Linked DNA regions of Anas platyrhynchos: region 2 is linked to region 1. The links are chromatin contacts, called in public Hi-C maps. All regions are on one chromosome and are shown on one strand. The core of a region is the stretch at or near the end of the contact, and the rest is flanking DNA. Distances in the headings are between cores, read along the strand shown. Region 1 holds the start of STRA8 (stimulated by retinoic acid 8). Region 2 holds the start of NUP205 (nucleoporin 205).

Region 1 (4,180 bases), core at 1,197-3,696:
ATTAAGGCTCATGTGAGAACAAAAGAATTGCCCAAATGCCAGAAGCTCCCAAAGGCGCTTCATCCAACATCCTTTCCAGTCACCACAGTCTTGTTTAAAGGTCGCGGAAAATCAAGCTAGCTCCTTGGCAATTTCCAGCTAACCCAGTGCAGTTTGTCCACCCACACAAGACACAAGTGGTGACATACAAGCCCAAAATATACTTCAAATTACTCAATTCTACCACGGATGTAGCCTGAAAAAAAATTGATCTGATTCGTTATCCAGACATGACAATCACACTCCAAGGTAAGCACAGGGCAAGACAACAAAACACAAGAAACCACACTTCCAGAACCACGCGTTAGATTTTGATTCCTCCACCAACATCCACCATTTCAGATTTTCAGTCCAGGAATGGAATCGAGGTGGAAGTACTTCTCATAAATTGCAAGAAATTAAACATGAATTGTTGACAGGTGTTTGTGTACCCTGTTTGCCAATGCTGTGTACTATCTTTCTTTCACTTTCCTAAGGTATCATTATTTTCTGTTCTATTCAGAGCAGACAAAAACACTTTCACTTTCTCTCCCACATTACTTGACCAGATTTGAAGCTCACATCTCCCCTCTCTCCTCTTTTATAAACTAAAAGAGAACTCCACCAACTCCAAATGTCCCTTTTTCTTCTTCTAGACCTTCCAGCTTTCTTGATTCTTTAGGAACCCCGGTCCCTGTAAGGACTGGCTGAGCCCTGCCAGCAGGTTACAGCGGAAGGAATACCAACAAGCCCATCTGTTGATCCCTAATGCTGCAGAAGGCCCTTCTCTACCCTACTGCTGCCTGCTCAGGCACTCCTTATTCTGCAACAGTGCAGCTGATTACACTTGCCTACGTAGAGATTTTGTTTTTTTGACTGTTTCCTCAACTTTAGAAGACTACTTCAAGCACTGACCTTGTCCTCCTGTGTTCTCAGTAAATGCCCCACGAGGAGACATTTAAGAACCTTATGGTCTCTGCTGGTATCCACGTCATTAACAGAGCCTGAGCAGGACTGAGCTGCCAGTTCAGCCATCCCATCTGCCAGGGCCTGAGCCTGCCTTTGTGGCTGAGCAAATACCTTGCTCCCAGCTAACCATATTCCCCTCCCATCTCAGCTTCCCTGTCCTCCTGCCTGCAAGCCCATCATGTGAGTCTGCGTCAAACTCTTCACCACACTCTGATGCACAACACATGAATCGCTTGTCCCTGACCCACCAGGCGGGTCAGAGGCTCTCAGGGTATTTCCTTGCTCTGGTTTCAGACACCAGGATATTTTTTTTCCTAAAATCAGAAGCCTAAAAAGATTGAACGGTCACCACCTGAACAGTATGGACGAGGTAGTATCGGAATAAGCTGGTTTTCAGCTTGTTCACTGTGGGCCGGTACACGTCTTCCAAACGGCTGAAAAGGCGCCGGTCCAGGTAGCTCCAGTAATCCCGCAGGGCCGCCAGGTCGTAGCTCTGAACGAACTGCTGCAGCTGGTCCACTATCTTGTCCACCTGAAGGGGGCAAAACGGGGGAGACCACGGTCATGTGTGGGCTGTCTGGCACACGAGGCTTTGTGACTCAGTGCTGAGGAGCTTTAACTCCACAATAACGCGCCAAGCCAGGCCGTATGCTGAGGGATAGCCAGGCACCAGGAATAACATCGCTACGCGTTGAAAACTTGAGCGCGGTGCTCGGAGAAGAGCCTTATTTATAGGCTAAGGGGAAAAACGGTACCAACCAGCCGAGAGGGAGCCCAGAAAGAGGAAGAAAGCCCGGGGGAGCTTCTGCACGGGGAGCTCCGAAGCACTCTGAGTGCCACCCCTTATCGGGAGCGCCCCAGCCGCCTGCCACGGGAGGCTTTTTGCCAGACGGCTCCCTGCCGGCCCTCCTGCGCTGCGGGCGAGGCCCGGCGGCGATGGGGGAGCTCTGGGGGCCAAAACGCGCCCCAAAAACACGGGACCCTGGAGCGCAGGCTGAGGGCGGCTACTGAAGCGGGTCCGTGCGAGGCTCGGCTGCCCCTCTGGGACCCCCCAGCCCCTCTGGGACCCCCCCAGCCCCTCGGGACGCCACCCCAGGAGCTCGCCCTTTACCCCCCCTTCCCCCCGGGCCCTATTTTAGGCCCCCCCCAGGCGCCCCGCGGCCCCGGCGCTGCCTCACCCGGAAGCCCTTCTCGCGGTCCGCCTTGATCTCGGCGTCCAGCTGCTTGAGGGCGGCGGTGAAGCCGCGGAAGAGCAGATACTCCCGCACCAGCTCGTCCGTCCGCTCCGCCGCCGCCGCCATGGGGGCGCCGCCGGCTCCGCCCGCCTCAGCGGCGGCGAGCGGCCGCCCGGCCCCGAGCGACGCGGCCCGGCCCGGCCCAGCCCTGCCCTGCCCTGCGCCGCGCAGGACTACAACTCCCAGCGCGCCTCGCCGCCGCCGTGCGGCGCAAGGCACGCCGGGACTTGTAGTCCTCCCCGCTCGGCAAACCCGCAAACCCACCCGTGCTCTCTCCCTCCCTTCTCCAGCCGGCGGCCGCAGCCCGCGTTTTTCCCCTGGCTCCCATTGGCCGCCGCGGGGCCGCGGCCGCGCTCCCATTGGCCGCCCGCCACGTGCGCCACGTGTTGCTGGGGGCGGGGCGGGCAGCGCGGGGCCCTGCGGCCGCCGGTGGGGTGGCGGCGGCGGCGGTGCCGTAGGGATGCCGGTAAAAGCTTCCTTCCCCTCCGGGCAGCTCTCCCGGAGCCTTTTTCTCTTTGCAGCCGCCAGCTCATCCCGAGCGAGTTGTTGGCTCTGCGGTCCGGGTCATGGGGTTGTCATGTGGCTCGTCCGCACGCTTCTTAACGCTGGGTTTTTCTTGCAGCTTCCTCGCGGCCGTGTTCCGGAGGCAAATCAGGGGGGCCCGTGATTAAACTGTCTTGGTTTCACAGCGTTTCGGTGTGGAACGGGAGGTAGCGGATTCAGGGACAGGAGTTGGTACAGGGAGGAGAGAATTCATTCATCCTTTGAAGTGCGTTTTGTCCTTAAGAGACTGAGAAAGTTAAGGCAGGAAAAAAATAAGAAAAAAATAAACTAAGAAACTACTTAATCAAAAAAAAAAAAGTTTATAAAGAAGAGATTGACCAAAAGTGCTACTGAAAAGGTGGATAGTACTGTACCCAAAGCAGAGGAAGAACTGAGGATTCCTCTTCTCAGCTCTGCCACCAACCCATTAGACGGGTTACTTCCAGTTTTCTGGTTTGTAAAATGCTGGTTTAAGCTGAGAATCATCCTTGTAAAGTGCCTTGTGGTTCTGAGCATACTAAATGCTGTGCTGTGGGGGTTGTGCAGACAGGGCCCCTTCCCTTTTGTGAAGTCTGAGGTAAGGGTTTGGTTTGCCATGTTCTGAAGGAGATGCAAGTTGAGTTGAAGTCACAATAACACCAGAAACCAAGACTAAACGGGTACTTGTTTTGTCTGATCTGACCGTACTATTTGCACATACCAGTTCTTGGAACTGCTGTTTCATAGTATCGTGCCCATCGCATGACTTTTGGGATCCGAGGAAGATCAGTATCTTCAAGGGCTTACATACAGAAGCTTACTCCTAAGTCTAGTGCTTAATGCCTGGCTGAAATAACTGGTGTGAAAGCTCTGCAAGGTAGACCTTCTGTCTAAGGTGACTGGATGGTCTCACTGAGCATGTAAATCTTGAAATATTTTTGAGATGGGTAGGTATGTTTAAAGGCATCAGCCGTATGTTGTTCACTGTGCCTGCTGTAAATGCTGAATGAATGATTTGAAGCGTTGAAGTTATTCCAGTTCACAGCAGCATAGCTGAGTAGAACGTGGCGAGGGCTCCTATTGAAACCCTCATCAGAAGTGAATGGTAAAGTCTCATGCCTTAAGTCAGCAGACATCCAACAAGACATGCTGCAGGCATGGGAGTTCTGGACATGCTTCAAGGAGGGAATGGTCCAAACAAGAACATTTGCTGGTGAGAGATCAGACTGAAGTAGCAAATGTCTACGTGACTCAGTATTATGTTAATGTATTACATAACGTATTTATCATATAGAATATTTATATTCTGTATTTAATTTTGCATTGTTGTTGGTTCTTTCCCCTTCAAATTAGGATATAGGAAGCTCGTGAAATAACACAGTTGTTTCCTCAGAGACGTTGAGATAATGAAGAAAAAGTGGGGAAAAAAAAACACC
Region 2 (4,180 bases), core at 1,110-3,609, 150 kb after region 1:
GCTTAACAAACCAGCCAGCAATCCCGGGTAAACAGTAAGATCCTCAATTAAAGGACAGCCAATAAAGCAAGAATAAGCAAAGAATTACTAGCCATGGACTTGCCTGCTCATCAAAGCACAGATGAATGCAGCTATGCCGACATAAATACGTTTAGAATGTATGGTATGGTGTATCTAGCTACAACTCTTCCTTCATCCATACTAGGAGTTCTACTGTCACAACTGTTTTGCATTAAAAAAAATCACATTGCTAACAGAGAAAGAGTAAAATAAATGCTATGCAGCTGAAGCTAAGTGTGGCATTTTTCTTCTGAAGTTCAACTGCTCAGTGACCTACCCCATACCATCTGCTCTTTTCATGGAGTTTTTTTCTTCACATTGCTATGTGACTGGTGGCCCATTGGCAAAGGACCCAAAAGAATTATCTGGAAACTTAACATCTTCAATCTGCAGTGGTTAGACAGGATTTTTTTCCTCTGAGATAAAAAAAAATAAATAAATGTGTGCAATCTGGCTGCATCTGAATGCCAAAAGCAATATGACAGCTCTTAATGTCTGGGAAAGGCTTTTTTAAAAATTTGATTCGTTTATTTATCTTTTTTTTTTTTTTTTTTTCCTTTGGCCTTGTTTCTTAAGGAAATGAGGCTTAGGAAATCACACTCTGCCTGCCAAATATTTTGAGTAGCTTTTGAACCTGTTGCAATTCCTGAGCCAAGTCCAGCCTAATATGATCAAGGGGTAAAAGGACTCAAAAGTTTATGTCCTCAGAAGTTTTGTGAAAGTCAGGGAAAATGAAAAGAAAAATCAAAATGAGGACAAACCACTGTGGTTGTAAAGACTGAAGTAAAACCTCAAGCTATCCTTTAAGTTTGCTGTGGCCAGCTGATCAGCACAGGTGTCTCTGAACCTGCTTTATTCCCTCTCTTAACCCATCAATCGTATGTCTTTGGGTGGTATGTGGGCAGTGTAGGAGCAGAGATGTGGTTTTACAGCTACAGGTGTGCAGGAGAAGGTAGGAGATGCTGTGCCCAGGCTGTATTAGTTCTGCTTGTGGAACAGTTTTGCTTATTTTCCGCTTTTGCCTCTTACCTGACAGTGTTTTCTTCCCACAACGAACTAAGTTATTCATTATCTATCATCTTATTTTTATTATAGATAGATCTGTTCAAGCTCATGGCTAAGACCACAAAAAAGTATATCTCAAAGAAATATAAGCCCTCTGACTAAATGAACAAATTAGGATAAGTTAAGGGGAACAGATTAATCCTTTGAACACTGTGAGAAGCTGTTCTGGGTGGGACACTCCCCCAGCCCCTTTTAAAATTTATTTTCTTTCTCCAGAAACCTTCTCCATTTTGGGTGTCTTTTTCCCATAGCCATCTTGCCAAGTCACTCTCACCCCAGGACCACTGCTCTCTCTCTATTGCCCCCTCTGCCATCCAACTATATTGAAGATCTAGAGAAAAAAGATATTTATTCTGCTAGTTTGCCATGGGCCTACTTTGCTGGACACTGTTTCAGAACAGGTGAAATATTGTTTTAATAAAGCTCAAGAGGAGAAACTATTGAATACGTATCTCTGGAGGGACCTTTTACTTTAAAGGTAAGACTGTAGGGAATTCCTGTATGAGACCATTACCACGGGGACAGAGGGTAGTACACTGGCTTCAGATACGGGACACTTCTAAGGTACTGATATGTATTCTTTAGCTCCAGACATGTGTACAGATGTCTCTTTCCCTTTCTTTTCTTCATTCCTGGTACTTTTTCCTCTTGCATTTTGCATTTAAAAGGCAGCTTTCTTCATAATAACCTCTATCAGGGCTGTTTCTTCCCTCCTTACAAACTGTAAACATTAGTTTACCATTGAAGACCAAGAAACATATCCCCTTAAAAAGCTCCACGCTCACAAAATTGATCAAAAAAGCTGTGTTTACTGTTTTTAAGTGGATATTACTGTTTTAATCACATGTATTTTAAATAATGATCTGTCGCAAGTCACTTTTTTTTTTGAGAGAAAATAAAACACTCCAGTAAGTTTACACCTAACTTCAGGTGGTTTTCTTTATTTACTGAGCGTGGCTTACGAAGTAGGGCTGAAAGATCGCCCGTTACACGACAAGAAGGGCTGTGCACGAGTGTGAGCGAAGTAAAAGCGCCGTTTATTTAAGTTATGTGGTGCCGGCGGGAGCCCGGCGCCCCGTGAGGCTCCCGGTGCCGCCCTGTCCCGGCCCATCCGCGCCTACAGCTCCCGTCAGGCCGCGGCTCAGGCCCCGCAGCCCGCCCGGGAGCTGCCGTCCGTCCCCTCCCCGCCTCGCCGGGCGGCACCGCAGCGAGGCAGAGGAGCGGCTGCGGGTCTCGCCCCGAGCGGTCCGGGCCGGGTACCGAGCCGGGGGGCACGGAGCCGTGCTGAGGAGGCGCGGCGGGCAGCCCGCGGCGCTGCGGGGCCTTCTGCAGGCGGCGGCGCCGCTGCCCCTCCCTCTCGCTAAGATGGCGGCGCCGCTGGCGGTAAATTCGGGTAAGCGGAGCCGCGGCGGGCGCGGCCCGGGCGGGCAGCGCTGAGGGGAGGCGGGCGCGGAGCGGGCTGCGCGGCCCGGGGGGGCTCTGGGGGCGGCTCTAGGGGCTCGGCGGTGGGGGTAGCTCCGGGGTCGCACGGTTTGAGCCCGTCCGCAGTGAAACGCGAAACGCAAAGCGAAAGGAGGGAGCTCGTCCCGCGGGGAGGGGGGCGGCAGGCACACAGAGCGGGTGCGGGCTGCTGAGGCAGCGCTTACATGGTGTAACTGCACGGGAACACCCCCCCCCCCCCCCAAAAAAAAAAAAATAATAAAATAAACAAAACGCAAACACCACCACCCAAAACCAAACAAAAAACCCGCCCCAAACCTAAGCAATGCACGCACCTCCTTGAAGCAGACCCAGCTCAGGGCTTTACCCGAAGCTGCTGGAATATTTGTGAGGATGGAGACGCCTGCAGAGGCTCCTCTGGGCCTCAGTTCTAATGTTTGACGATCCTCAGGGTAGCTTTTTGTTTTTATTTCCCTGATGGAGAGTTTCTGCATTGCAACTTGTGTTAGTTGCCGCTTATCGTCCCGTGGGATATCTCTGTCTCCATTTTCTGCGTCCAGTGCCACTAAGTAGTTGAAGACAGCAAACCTCCAGTTCCTCTTTAGTCACTCACTTCTTAAGACCTGGCATCTTCAGTTATTTTTAGTGCCACTGTCCTGATTCATCACGTTCTCTGCTCCCCTATTCCAGCATCTGTCTTGCTCAGAGGAGCCCAGCGCTCAATGTAGCACCGGAGTGATGCCCTTTCAGAGATGTCTGACACTGACAAATCACTGCCCTACAGCTGCTGGCTGCAGTGCTGTTCACACAGCTCAATGTGCAGGGACCACGATTTTAGCAAGGGCGTGCTGCTCAGCTTAGCATTCAGCTTCTTATCTACCAGGACACTCTGGTGCTTTCTGTACAGCTGCTTTCTGGCCACTTGGTCCCCAGCTTGTCCTGTTGCATGGAGTTTTTCTGTCTGTGGTGCAGGATTTTGCATGTGCTAGCATTTAATTTCCCTTAGGTTAATAGCGGGAGAACAAGACCCTGTGAAAAGCAGTTGTGACTGGAATGTGGGCATGGCCAAAAGGCGGAGTCTGACATAGTGGCATAGTTAATAAAGCCATCAGATTTCAAAAGCTCAAATCATGTGTCAAGGAAGGAGTAAACCTACTGAGAATGTGTTTTGATCTAAGTGAATCGCTAAATGATTTGATCTAAATAAAGCCCCCTCCCAAAAAAAAAAAAAAAAAGGAAAAAGAAAAAAAACAATACAAAAGCAGAGACCCTCATTGGAAGATGAAGAAGGGTGATTATTCCTGTGATTCACAGAATCTGAGAAGTGGCTTTGTTAAAGTGAAAATTGGAGCCATTCAAGCGGGACTAGACCTTCTTGCCATGTAATGTGTACAGTAAATCCCAGTAAATTCTATAGCCTTATAATTACAATAGGTCGAGAAGGGGAACCTTGTACATGAAAGATGAGGTAGAAATTAAAATGGATGTGGATAGAACATGGATTTTATCCTAGATTTTATTTTATTTTATTTTATTTTATTTTATTTATTTTATTTTATTTTATTTTATTTTATTTTATTTTATTTATTGTGGGGACGAATATAGCATGATTAAG

The links. A called contact is a pair of places that touch in the nucleus more often than the background predicts.
Region 2: a Hi-C map of subcutaneous adipose tissue shows a contact between it and region 1, with 3 times the contacts expected there. The contact joins the promoter of NUP205 here to the promoter of STRA8 in region 1. A contact is called at or near these places in 2 of 8 Hi-C or Micro-C datasets (skeletal muscle and subcutaneous adipose tissue).

The regions. Positions count from the first base shown.
Region 1 is chr1:44,380,668-44,384,847 of IASCAAS_PekinDuck_T2T, forward strand. It overlaps STRA8 (stimulated by retinoic acid 8), which reads left to right and starts at 2,447. Exons shown (of 7, transcript XM_072036002.1): 1 at 2,447-2,688. The coding sequence starts at 2,683. It overlaps WDR91 (WD repeat domain 91), which reads right to left and starts at 2,381. Exons shown (of 15, transcript XM_027452814.3): 1 at 2,166-2,381; 2 at 1,340-1,519. The coding sequence starts at 2,288.
Region 2 is chr1:44,529,558-44,533,737 of IASCAAS_PekinDuck_T2T, forward strand. It overlaps NUP205 (nucleoporin 205), which reads left to right and starts at 2,360. Exons shown (of 43, transcript XM_027452708.3): 1 at 2,360-2,518. The coding sequence starts at 2,491.